2 separate regions of the Hordeum vulgare genome follow, and region 2 is linked to region 1. The links are chromatin contacts, called in public Hi-C maps. All regions are on one chromosome and are shown on one strand. Each heading gives the region's core, a stretch centred on a gene start, on an enhancer-like site or on the middle of the called end of the contact. The rest is flanking DNA. Distances are from core to core; before and after follow the strand shown.

Evidence for each region. Hi-C and Micro-C count contacts between places; a contact is called where the count stands out from the background.
Region 2: a contact with region 1 is called in a Hi-C map of leaf, with 6 times the contacts expected there. The contact joins the promoter of LOC123430387 here to the promoter of LOC123426934 in region 1. A contact is called at or near these places in 3 of 6 Hi-C or Micro-C datasets (leaf and seedling) and 1 of 1 datasets of contacts at active chromatin or transcription factors (embryo).

The regions. Positions count from the first base shown.
Region 1 is chr2H:514,609,325-514,615,619 of MorexV3_pseudomolecules_assembly, forward strand. It overlaps LOC123426934 (vacuolar iron transporter 1-like), which reads right to left and starts at 1,617. Exons shown (of 3, transcript XM_045110854.1): 1 at 786-1,617; 2 at 567-681; 3 at 1-366. The coding sequence starts at 1,053. The coding sequence ends at 66. It overlaps LOC123426933 (anthranilate synthase beta subunit 1, chloroplastic-like), which reads right to left and starts at 5,792. Exons shown (of 8, transcript XM_045110852.1): 1 at 5,356-5,792; 2 at 5,090-5,265; 3 at 4,180-4,250; 4 at 4,027-4,064; 5 at 3,846-3,956; 6 at 3,661-3,760; 7 at 3,142-3,277; 8 at 2,684-3,048. The coding sequence starts at 5,623. The coding sequence ends at 2,938.
Region 2 is chr2H:514,742,902-514,749,134 of MorexV3_pseudomolecules_assembly, forward strand. It overlaps LOC123430387, which reads left to right and starts at 1,676. Exons shown (of 4, transcript XM_045114254.1): 1 at 1,676-1,917; 2 at 3,137-3,461; 3 at 3,537-3,609; 4 at 3,689-4,465. The coding sequence starts at 3,153. The coding sequence ends at 4,275.

The sequences.
Region 1 (6,295 bases), core at 367-2,866:
TCACATCTGTTCTGAATACATTGCAGTCTAGTGAAAAGTTTGGATACTGAGTGCACCCCATAAGACTATCTAGCTTGCACAGCCTTCGCCATCCCGTACGCCGCAGCAGAAGCAACAGCACCAATAATGGTAGTCTGGACAGCGCTAAGGAATGGGCGGTTCCCAGTAAACCGACCCTTGATGTAGCCAAAGAAAAGGAGAGCGAGCAGCGTGACTCCAACTGATGTGAGCATGGCGTCCTGGACCGTGGAGATGAACATGTAGGGCAGGAGAGGGACCAATCCACCGATGATATAAGATAGTGCTATTGTTAAAGCACTCTGCAGAGCTCTTCTAGGGTCCGGCTTCTCCAATCCCAGCTCGAACCTGAACACATTTCTCCGGTTAGTAAAGCAAAATCATGCCTATCACTGTATTTTTTTTACAAAAAACTGTTACGGTTCATCCGGTATGTTTTTCCTTTGACTGTTACGGCTCCTTTGTTTACTTGAAAACTATGGCAGTATCTACATTTTCAGTATGGTACAATAGAAACAATTCAGTGTAAGTAGCTGATTGTCATATACCTCATCATGAACTCGAGCCAGGCCTGCGGGTTCCTCCGGAGGCCCTCCACAACGGGGCCATACTCATGCGGTTCGAGCCCATACTCCGCCATGATATCCCCAATCTCAGCAGCCTCTGAATGATCATTAAAAAAGTCAAAATACCAACGGTGGTTAGGCTGCAAGTTACATACACACTGGGGGAATCTGGGAACTTGCTATCCAGTTATGTCCATCTACCGGTGTCTGGGACGGCAATGATCTCCTCCTGCTCTCTCTTCATCTCCCGCTTGTAGTGATCTGCCTCGCTTTGGGCAGCCAGGTACCTACCCACATGGCACAGTGGCGGATCAGAAAATTGACAATCATGCATTCGTGGGCGCCTTTTTGAATTGTAAACAATGTGATCTAGTCTTTTTCCACAGTTTATATAGGGACAAGTAATTATTCTCCAACCCACTACCATTTGTGGGCACTTTCTGAATTGAAAAAGTCGTGATGTTAACATAAAGTGTGCTGAAATAGCACGTCGAAGAGGGCCACATGTCCGCGCACTTGTCCATCTCACGGGCTAACTTTCCCCCCAACAATTTCTTGGGTCGACATGAGGGTAATTTACAAGTTGCAGTTGAGACTAAAAGTGAAGAACAGACGGTTAGACAGCGACGTCCTTGTGTGTGCAATGCAATCTGCAGAAGAATGAGCAGGCGTTCACGAGATAACAAAGTGCTCCCTCCTTTCCATAATATAAGAACGTTTTTGACACTACGCTAGTTTAAAAAACGCTCTTATATTGTGGGATGGAGGGAGTAAAATTTAGCACGTAAACATGTGCCGTGGTGAATATATGTAGCCATGGCTGACTTGGATCTAGCTTCATGACATTAAAAATACTAGCTCAGATATGCAGAAATACGACTGCAGATTCACTATAAGAAGTAATACAGTCGGACACAATCCTAACAGCGGGAGCATTGCAAACAGGCAAGAACCATTCCGTGAAGTCAGGCACGAGTGTTGACAAAACAATATGTATCTGTATTGTATTGTAACCTCGGTTACCTCGCTACTAGATGAGCGGCGCGTGATTGAGAAGCAAAGCAGATGACAGGAGGGATCGGAAGTTACCCTCCGAGGCCCATGGAGATCGCCCCGGCGGCGACCTCGGCGAGGCCGGCGGTGAGGACGAGCGACGAAGGCGCGCTGGCGCCGGAGAGGCCGGCGGCGAGGGCGAAGGGCACGGTGAGGCCGTCGGAGACGCCCATGATGACGTCGCGCACCACCTCCCCGGCCGTGAAGTGCCGCTCCCGGTGGCTCGGCGGGCCCTTCCCCAGCATGGGCTGCCGGCCGTCGCCGTGGCCGTCCATCGCCGCCGCCGCCCTCGCTCGCGAGGGCAACAGACAGAATCGAGCCGACAAGCGAGAGGGAGGCGGACAGGTGGAAGGGAACGGGGGCTGGAGGTATGGTGCGTTGGACTCCCTTCTCGTCCTATCTGAATCGCTATTTATAGAGGCGGTGATTTTACTCTTGTTTTTCTGGGAAAAAAGGGTAGGTGGTTTTAGTCGGCACAGCTGCGACGGCCCAGTACCCGTGGTGGGGCTCTTCTACATCGTACTGGACCTTCGCTCACAGGATTAGTAAGGTCTCGTACAATGCAAGACGTTTACAGAAGATGCTTAGAGAAATAAACTACTCCCTCCATCCGAAAATACTTGTTCTAAAAATGAATATGATGGATGTATTTATAATCAAAATAAATCTAGATACATTCATCTATAAGACAAGTATTTCCGGACGGAGGTAGTAGTTTCTTGTAAGCATTGATGTTCATTTGTAAAGAATAAAAGTTTAATTAGACGTTTCTTTTGAAGAAATAGACACTGATGCTTAAAAAAAATCTGATTTATTTTTCTAAGCATCCCTAAGCACCTAGCATTGTACAAGGCCTAATGGGCCGAACATTCAGCTAGGAGTTGGGAGATGCTTTTCTCATTTCTCAAAAACAAAAAATAAAGGAGTTGGGAAAGGCATAAACCGGAACAGAGAACAAATAGCCAACACTCTGAGCACTCTGAATTCTGAAGCACTGTGCCAGAAGGCCTGGGCCTGGAACCAGTACGAATTGCCAACAGCTTCAGTTTCCATCGATTTACCCATTTATTACTTGAGAAAGAGCACCACGACCCACATAATTTTGACCGAATGAAGTTCATACGGGATCTCGATCCACAATGATTATACTACAATGAACCAAACGTATGGCAACGGAAAGCTCTTTGCCCTTATTCCTTTCCTCTGAATCTGCTTTGCTTTTAGGCCCTTTCCTACCTGCCTGATCTCTCAACAATAGCCTCTACTTCCTCTAACTGCTCTGCTTCCTGAATTGAATCCACTACTTCCCCTGGGAGGTCTGCTTCTCGAACTCCTCGACGTATCTCGCAAAGTTGAGGATGATCCTCTTGCCTTCAGGTGTGATAATACTCTCTGGGTGGAACTGGACCCCCTGGAAAAATTACACCATATCAGTTAGCAGTCTCACGAGACCGGCAGGAGAATTGTGCCTAAGCGACACATAATGTGTGGGGTTGAGGAATACCTGGATATGTGTGTACTTCTTATGGCGAGCAGCCATGACAAGTCCATCTTCAGTCCATGCCGTAACTTCCAGCTCATCATGTGGGAAGCTTTCCTCCTCAATGACCAAGCTATGATATCTTGCGGCGGTAAAAGGGCTGTTCGTCCAAGTGAGGATCATGTCAAATCAGAAGCTCAATTTGGAGAAGTGCCAGGCTGAACAAGGAAACAAACACAAACATTCTCCGTGGTTGACAAAAAAAGCTACCTCCATTCTAGCATACTATCATCATTACTAACTGAATATGTTGAAAATTCAACTCCCCATTGCATGGCATACGTTACAAAATTTCTCAAGATAAACCAAAGTGCACTAAACAGGTAAAATAGAGCTCAAAAGCATTCCTGGCTATCATAAAAACAGAAGCAGTCACAAGATGTGTTCAGTTCAATGTTTGTGATAGCAGTGTCAGCTGACTGTTATGTAATTTAAGCTAGAACTGAACAATCCATTGTTTACTAAATGGTTGAAAAATCATACTTTGACAAGCCCTCGAATATGGACTTTCCTAGAACTTCATCATAGTAAACTGGAGAGCTTTTTCCATGCATTACACCAGAAGGAACGCGGATAATCTTCCCTGTATATTCATATAAAAGAAAAAACATCAGCAAGACTGAAGAACAGATAATGGAAAACCATGTGTCCATAGGGATAAATCTAACCTCCAAAAGCCTCCCCAATGCACTGCAGACCCATGCAAACTCCGAATATTGGGATAGTTGGCCCGAGTTCCAGGACAGTCTGCAATGATATACCTGAATCTTGCGGTTCACCTAAAGAGGAAATATGAATGTTAAGGTAAGAAACTTTAACCTGTTATGAGATTTGGTAAGAGAAACTAACCAGGCCCTGGAGAAATAAGTATTCCTCGTGGGTTCATCCTACATGAGATTAAAGAAAGGAACATCATCAGCAAAGTTGTAATATGGTATAGCCCCTTTAGTTGGACCAGAACGAAACTAAATTACAATTGAGGAGGTGCTCAGAGAACTATACCTCTTTACCTCCTCTATGGTAAGTTCATCATTACGGTACACCTCAAAATTTAACCCAAGCTCCCCCATATACTGCATCAAACACTCAATTTCAGCAAGACGTGTTTTCTCATAGCATGTGTTCATGTCATATTAAAATAAAGGTGCAAAAGAATAGATTTAACCATCTCATAAGTACGTGCATCTGAAACAGACATAGAACCTAACCAAACCATGTATTCTTGATTCCAATTTGGATTTTGCAGACAAGGAATGCTTCTTAAAAGGTCACATTTTTAAACGGAAAGTCTTTGTGAACAAATTTTACAGGATCCAACTTTGTACTTCTAATTAAAAAGTATTCTTGCGACTTTGGTTGCCAAAAGTTATCCTCTGTTGTTAACATTTTTTAGGACAACTAGGCATTAACACTTTAACAGCATGTTTAGAAGATCCGAGTTAATTCTCAAATGTTAAAAAATGTTTACCAGATTCATGGTGCTTCTCAAATGTAAAAATGCACATTTCTTTAAGACTTGTAAAAGAACATTATGATAAAAACATCATATTACAAGGTTAAAATATGAAGATAGATTGTTGTGCCAAACCAGATGTACTCCCTCAGGGAGTAAATCAGAATCCCTAAAAAACATTCCATTCTACTAGTATACTTGGAAGGCAATTGAATCTTTTCTTTTTCAAATTTTAATGGGAAAACTACTTTTGACCGGGAAAAATGAGCTGACACAACCGAGAATGCGACTTCCGCTAGAACCAATTCGCACGGCAGAAAGGAAAAACATGGGAAGAAAAACTCTATGAACATTGAAACGTTCGGATCAACCCACGCCGGCAAAGATATGACATACACAGACAGACACACCAGAAGCAGCCGGAATGCGTATAGGCCACGAACAAGTGAACCCATATACCTGGCACAGGTTGTAGGTAAAGCTATCATAGTTGTCGATGACGATGATAGGCTGCTTCACCGCGGCCGGGGTTCCGTCACGGTCGGCCACAGGCGCCGCGGCGGCAGGCCCGGCGGCGGCGACCACCGGCGTGACCGCCCTCCTGCCCCTGAGGGCCAACCCGCCGCTCTCCGGATCTGCGAGGGGAAAAGGCCCGGTCAATCTAAGATTCGGCAGATCCGCAATGAAAAGTCCGGATAAAACCAGTGGCACGGAGCGGTTCGTACGGAGGGTGGCCGGAAGCCGCGCGAAGCCGGCGGCGGGGGAGGTCGCCCGAGCACGCAGCGCGGCGGCGGCGGCCGACGGCGACGAGGCGGCGGCGAGGTGGGAGCAGGCCATGCCGGCGGGGTTGGTGCGGAGGGAGGCGCGCGGCTCGCTGGGTTTTTGTCTGTGGCGGGGAAGGGGCCGGGAACGGAACGCGAGAAGCGAGCTGCGCGCTTGCGGTTGTATATATAGCAGGGCGGGATTCCGGGGTTGGATTAGGACGACATCCATTTTCTTCCAGCACAGCAGTGGTAAAATTTTTCGGGGCCTACTACTAACGCCGTGCGCCCGCCGGTCTGCCGACGACCGGAGACGGGGTCAGAAGCTCACTCGTGCCCGGCGCCTGCCATAGTGCCATGGCAGGCACGGGGAAGGCGTTGCTTTTGCCGTTTCTCTTCTCTCCGTATAAAAAGCACTGAACGCATGGACAGCACGTGGTCTCAGTCGGGGTGGAGGACGCCGGTCCTGCTCCGGCACGAGGGCGAAGGGGGTGATGGGTAGGTGGGGAGGCGGCTTGCGGCTGGCGATGTGGTCCGGTTAACCGACGATATTATTTATGGGCATATGGCCCAGCGCGCCGCCGGCCGGTCGCGCGGGAGCTGTTGACGGTGAGATTAAACAGCGATCTACTCCCTCCGTTTTCCTAAATATAATTTTTTTTTAAAGCTTTCATTAGAGGGACTACATACAAATGTATATAGACATACTTTAGATTATAGATTCACTCATTTTGCTCCATATCTAGCCCTCTGATGGAATCTCTAAAAAAACTTATATTTAGGAACGAAGGGAGTAGCAAATTTTGATCACGGATAACAAAAACCTGGTTGCAGCAAAATCATCGTCGTCGTCGTAGCAAGGTTGCAACACCGTCTCGATGGATGTAGCAGAAAAGTTTGTCGG
Region 2 (6,233 bases), core at 426-2,925, 130 kb after region 1:
CTACTTCACATCATATTTTCAGCCTTACACTTTTACTTCGTTGCACTTTCCGCCTTCAGATCTCACTTTGCAATCAATCTTGAAGGATTGACAGCCCCTTTATAGCGTTGGGTGCAAGCTCGTTTGTGTTTGCGCAGGTACTCTGGACACTTGGCTTGATTCTCCTACTGGATTGATACATTGGTTCTCAAACTGAGGGAAATACTTAGTGCTACTGTGATGCATCACCCTTTCCTCTTCAAGGAAAAAACCAACGCAAGCTCAAGAGGTAGCGGTATCTATCGTGTTATATTCAATTTCTATGAACAATCTTTCTCTTGCGTTACAAAAAAGTTTCTACTAAATAACTAACTTAACTAATCTTTATCGAAACAACCCCTAACTTTTATTTACTTGTTCTTTATTACCTTGCAAACCTTTCTATCACACCCACTAAGTACTTCTAGTTTCCTTCCCGCAAAGTAGTTTCATACTTGTTCTAGGTAAAGTAAGCATTAGCATGCGTAGAGTTGTACGAGTGGTCGATGGAACTTGAGAGAACATTAACTCTACCTTTAGCTCCTCGTTGGGTTTGACTCTTAATTATCAAAAAAGGCTACAAACGATCCCCTATACTTGTGGGTAATTACATGGCACAGTTTTTCACCCTCAGAGGTAGGGACCAAGGTGGCGCCCCAAGAGGATCACACCACCCACATGCATTGTCGTTGTCGGCGCTGATGCGCAAAGCTTTCGCTCGAACTCATCTCCATCGTGCCATGTGAGCACACCACTAGCCCTCCACAACGAGGTCCTCACCATGATGGAACGGGGGACATCATGTCCAAATTAGGGCTTGGCCACCACCAACGGCGACAACTTTGCCAAGATAACTGACCACAACGCACATCGCCACCCGCATACCCAAGCACACCACCAACACCAAGCACCATCCTACTTGTTGAAGAACCAAACCGTGTAGCCCCGCAATTTGGAACCACCACCCTGACATTCTTGGCCCCGAGGCCGGCCACGTATCACGCCTACGACCATGGACCATCACAGTAGAGGACGAAAAAGGCCACTCCTTCCCCTCCTTGGATGACTCCTTGCCTCACGCCCACCTACAATGGCTAACCCCACCCCGCCAGCCACCGACCACCAACTGCAGCGACAACCATCAATATCCAAATCGAGCCCCACCCAGCAGAGGCCCAAACTGGAGGGGGTCGTCCGCACCATCGCCCACTTTGCTCGCATGGACAAAGGGTGAGCTCCTCGACGACATTGGTCATCACATGGAGGAACGGGAGGGACCACGACCATCTGGTGGCGGATCGGCACCCGAGGCAGTAACGAGATCTAGAGAAACGTGGTAGGGTTTTATAAATTCCTGAAAAATGTGAAACATATACATATTTCCCAATAATATTATGAAGAAGTCATATTATCTCCTCTCATTTCTACTCTTAAAAACCATTAGACATATTTCAAATGGTCTCAAAATTCCAAATATTAAAAACCATTGCTCACAGGAAATCATCTACCCTCTCTGTCTCCCAAATTCCAATCCCCCTGGTTTAGAACGGCACGACTTGCAAAGCTGTTTATCTCAACCCAACCCAGCCCAACCCAATACCCTCTCGGTGCCTCCCAATCCACCACCATCCAAACAATGAATGAACAGATAATCCAACCAAACATTTTCCATTCCCATCCTCCGCAAAACCCCCAAACTTAGCTAGCCTACCAAGGAAGAGGAAAATATTCCTCTTCCCTTAGCTCCGACGCCGCCGGCTTCCTCCGGCCGCGCCGCCGGTCGAACCCGCCATAGATCTCGACCGAAGCACGCTTACCAGGCGAGCAGGCGTCCTCTTCCCTCCGACTGGGTCGGTGTGGAGAGGAAGGCCCACTCGACGCGGCTCCTTTGGTTGGCTGGTAAGGAAACCCTAGCTTGCTCGGATCGCTGTTCGTTTTTCTCCGGGAATTTGTTCCCTGTGAAAAACCGAATCCCAGCTAGATATTTCTTGCTCAAGATCGATCTTAGTGAACTCCATCCCATTGATAGGATTGTCCAAGGTGCGGGTGCATCTACATCTATTTTGGTGTTGTTACCATTCAAGTTGAATTATCTGATGGCAATTCATTCTATTAAGAAGAAGAAAATGTACGGGGTTCAGCATTCCACCCCTGTTTCGGTTGCTCTCCTAGGAGTCAATTTATCACATGCATTGTTGCAGATGCTAGTCCGCTCTATTTGTTTCTGAAATTCCATGTTCCTGCCCCAGAGGCAAGAAGAGGATAATGCTTTTGCAGCGTGTTTGGTTGGGGGTAATAACAGTCAGGGAATGAGAATTAAAGGGGTATGAGACTTCAAATCTTTTGTTTGGTTAGGGGGGTTGAGAATTTATAAAGGAATAGGCATGGGACTTGAGACTACAACTCCCACCATTTTATTAACAGGGGAGGGAGTGGGAGTTGGGAGGGAATTGTTTTAGTGAGTCAATCTTAACCCTTCATCGTAACTTATGTTCACTCCCGTGGTCTAGTCCATAGCCAATTTCCATGAACCAAACAAGGGAATGCAAATTCTCCTTCAATTCTCACACAGAATTCCTATCCTGCGCCAAACAGGGGATTGAGAATAAACGACTCATCGCATGTCTAATCTCAATATAACTCCCTATACTAAGCTCCCATTCCCCTTCCCAAATATTGCCAAACGTGCTGTTGTTGTTTTGACATTTTGAACTATGCTTTAGGATAATGTTTTGCTTTGAGAGCTCATGTTGCTTTGAATGGTTGGGTGGCGTTATTTGTAGGAAGAGCCTTTCTCGTATCAAGTGTATAACAAGCTAAAATTGCTGGATTGAAATATCAATGCTACTAATACCGTTTTCCTTTCATCATTGCGGGATATTGTTGGATTCAGATGTAAATGCTACCTGTCCTTGTATCTAATGCATTACATATAGTAATAGTGATCACAAGAAAGATAGGAGTACCGGCTGACCCAACTATCCAATGTATGTCCATGGATTAAGTAATGCTGACTCACTTTTTTTTGTTAAAATCAACTGTACTAGTGGCTACTTGATTGATTGATTTATTTGCCTTTGACTGCCGTTATCTGAACAGTACCGTTTGTGCTTTGTAGCTTGTTCCAAGGTTAAATGGCAAACAGAGCAAGGTGGGTGATGAAGTTTGAAAAGGGGCTTATTGATATACTACATGAGAACAATAATTCACATTATAGGACTCCAAACGGATGGAGAAGTGAGGGATGGAAGAAAATTGTTAAGGAATTTAATGATAGGCACCCAGATGCAGGGTTTACTAAAGTTCAAATTCAGGAACATGAGACTCAGCTGAAGAAAGACTATAAATTGATAAAATCCATCCTTCAGCGTGATGGTGTTTCATGGGACCAGAATGCTTCTATGATCAGAACAACAGATGAAATCTGGGATGAGATAATCGACGTGAGATTCTAACTCCTACTCGAGTGATTATTTATATGACCACATAATATTTAATTTTTTGTTTTAATTTACTAGGAGTCACCAAAAGCGCGGAAGTACCAAAGTAAGAGTTTTCCATTGCTTCAATCGCTGGAGATGTTACTTGAAAGTAATTCCCTTCCCTTTCTAATTGGTTCAGAAGCATTGTTGAAAGGGAACACCACTTAACCAATCTGCTACTATGATAGGGGATATTCCTGAGGGGGTCGGGTCTATTGACGAGGAAGACAACAACACCAGCACACTGCAGATTATGTCTAGAAGACTTTCTGCACTGGTTCCTGGAAGCATTGATGAGGGTGAGAACAACATCAGCACACTGCAAAGAACTCTGGAGCTAGGATCACAAGGTCTGGAAGATGTCGATCTGCTGCAAAATCACGATGAAGAGGCATTGGAAAGACCACAGCCTGGGGCAGACCCAAAGCCGCAACAAAGAGCCGATGAACCCGCGCAGTCAAGCTCCTGCATAGAACCACAAAAGGACAAGCCCAAGAAGCGCAAGGCGTCCGACATCCAACAGACCATGGAGGCTTATCTAGACTTCAGAATGAAACAGGCTCGCATGAAGGAACAAACCAAAAAGGACGGCGAGCAGTTCTCGATTTCAAGGTGTATCAAGGCTCTGCATTCTATGACGGATGTGTCTGATCAAGTCAGGGTTCTAGCTGCTGATGTTTTCAAGGACACGGTGAACCGGGAGATCTTTCTCTCGTATGAGCCCAGGCTTCGCGCTCTGTGGCTGAAGAGGGAAGTCAACAGGTTACTCTGTTGATCAGCTGTTGTATCGAGTCTCGTCGCGGTGTCTTGTCTCCGGTGAAATGTGAATTTCCACACCCTGGAGTCCTTGCTACGGAGTAGGTTGTAGGAGTAGCATACTTTCAGTGCCTAGAAGTACTTTGGTGACTCATTATGTGTACTATAGCATACTTTCTGCGGCCTATAATAATTATTTTGGTGACTCATCATGTGTACTCGTGCAATCCATTCTTCATGGTTCGTGATTACTTTTGATTGATGTTTATCACTTTTGATGTTTGATCTGTTTTTGCTTGGCTATTAGCTAGTGTTGTTTCGGAGTCGCGTTCTACCAAAACGCCCAAAACACCACCGGGAAAAATCTTTGATTTAGCAAATGATGCTTCCGTTACCCTTGTAGCCTTTTGCTGTGATTTTGAGCATGGTCCACGTCGAAGCCTACATTGACATTATGAAATTGACGCCTCACTTTTCCCACCTCTGTTGATTTTCGGTTCGGAGATCAAATCACTACTCCCTCCGATCTGTACTACTTGTCGCGCAAATGAATGTAGGGAGTAGTGTTATTTTGCTTCTTTTTGTTCTTCTTTTGAGATAATTTTTTGAATCCAGGTGGTGTGAAACTGCTCTGTATTACTTGGAAGTACAACCAGAGGCCAACCATTTCGTTCTTCAGTAATTAGTGATGCAAAGCTTACGCAGTTCTAGCGTTCATCTAACTCTGTTTCGATTTTAAGAGGTGCTAATGCACCAAATCGTGCACAATATAATTTAGGGCGCTGCATCAATATTAAGAGGGCGGCGGGCAGTACCCTGGCAACAGCAAACGGATGATTCGGGGACACAATGCAAGCGGCCCTACGAAATGCTCATACAAAGCGCAACTGTGTAAATATATCAATGCGGGAAAGCAACAGTATTTCGGTGCAATGGTAGAGCTCAGCAGTTCACTCAGCAGTGCACATACAAGCGTAATCAGAAAAAATGTTGCAAACAGCATTCCATATTTGCCATTCATCACCCACGTTCTTTTCACAGCCCAAGGCGCTATTGGCACACACATTGCATGAACATCCAATACAATCTATTCCCTCCGGAAACAAATATAAGAGCATTTAGGTAACTACTTTAGTGATCTGAGTACCAAACATTTGCATAAAGGGGGGCAACAAGCATAAACAGTATGATATCATGTCAGGGGAACACAGTCATTCTAGCATTGTAATTCTAACAAACAAAAGCCTGTTTAGTTCTCTAATAACCAGGAATGCAGACTGGTGGACAAGATCTGGGTTTAACTTCAGCCAGCCCATGGTGCTGAAGCCATTACAAGATGCAAAACAGCACACAGCTTTAATTTTAGTTCAGCTATTTAACATGTAAATACTGATTGCATTTATCCCGACAGTTCCAATACTGATATTCATAGCTCACACCGCATGTAATTTCACCTGTGATAGACAGCCCAGGGTTAGTGCAACCCATGTACTATACTCCCTTCTAGAATACAAGGTACATAAAATTTCCATAAAAGTCAAACATATGTATGTTTGATCAGGATTTTAGAATAAAATATCAACATCCTCAACAAAAAATAAAGATAATATAAAAAACACACTTCATGATGGATCTAATGATACAAATTTTAAATGCATCGATGTGGGATTACAAGAGCACAAGACAAGCTTTTTCTAAGGCATTTTTGTCCCAACTATGAAGCTGTTGTTAGGTTTCAAGGGTAAATGGAGCTTAGCCATAAGCTTAAGGTCTACTTTTTGTAGCCCAACAATATTAGCTTTTAAACAAAATGCTTAGAAGGTAAAGCACTCACATTATATATGCATCAAGGGAATAAGTTGCATTTGTTGACATCCAAGGATTTTGAGACTGTCAAATGTTACGGCTATCAGTTATCAAATGTCAAAAGGTTATAGTCATTATTTCTATTCATTAGGCCATTCTGATTAACATGAA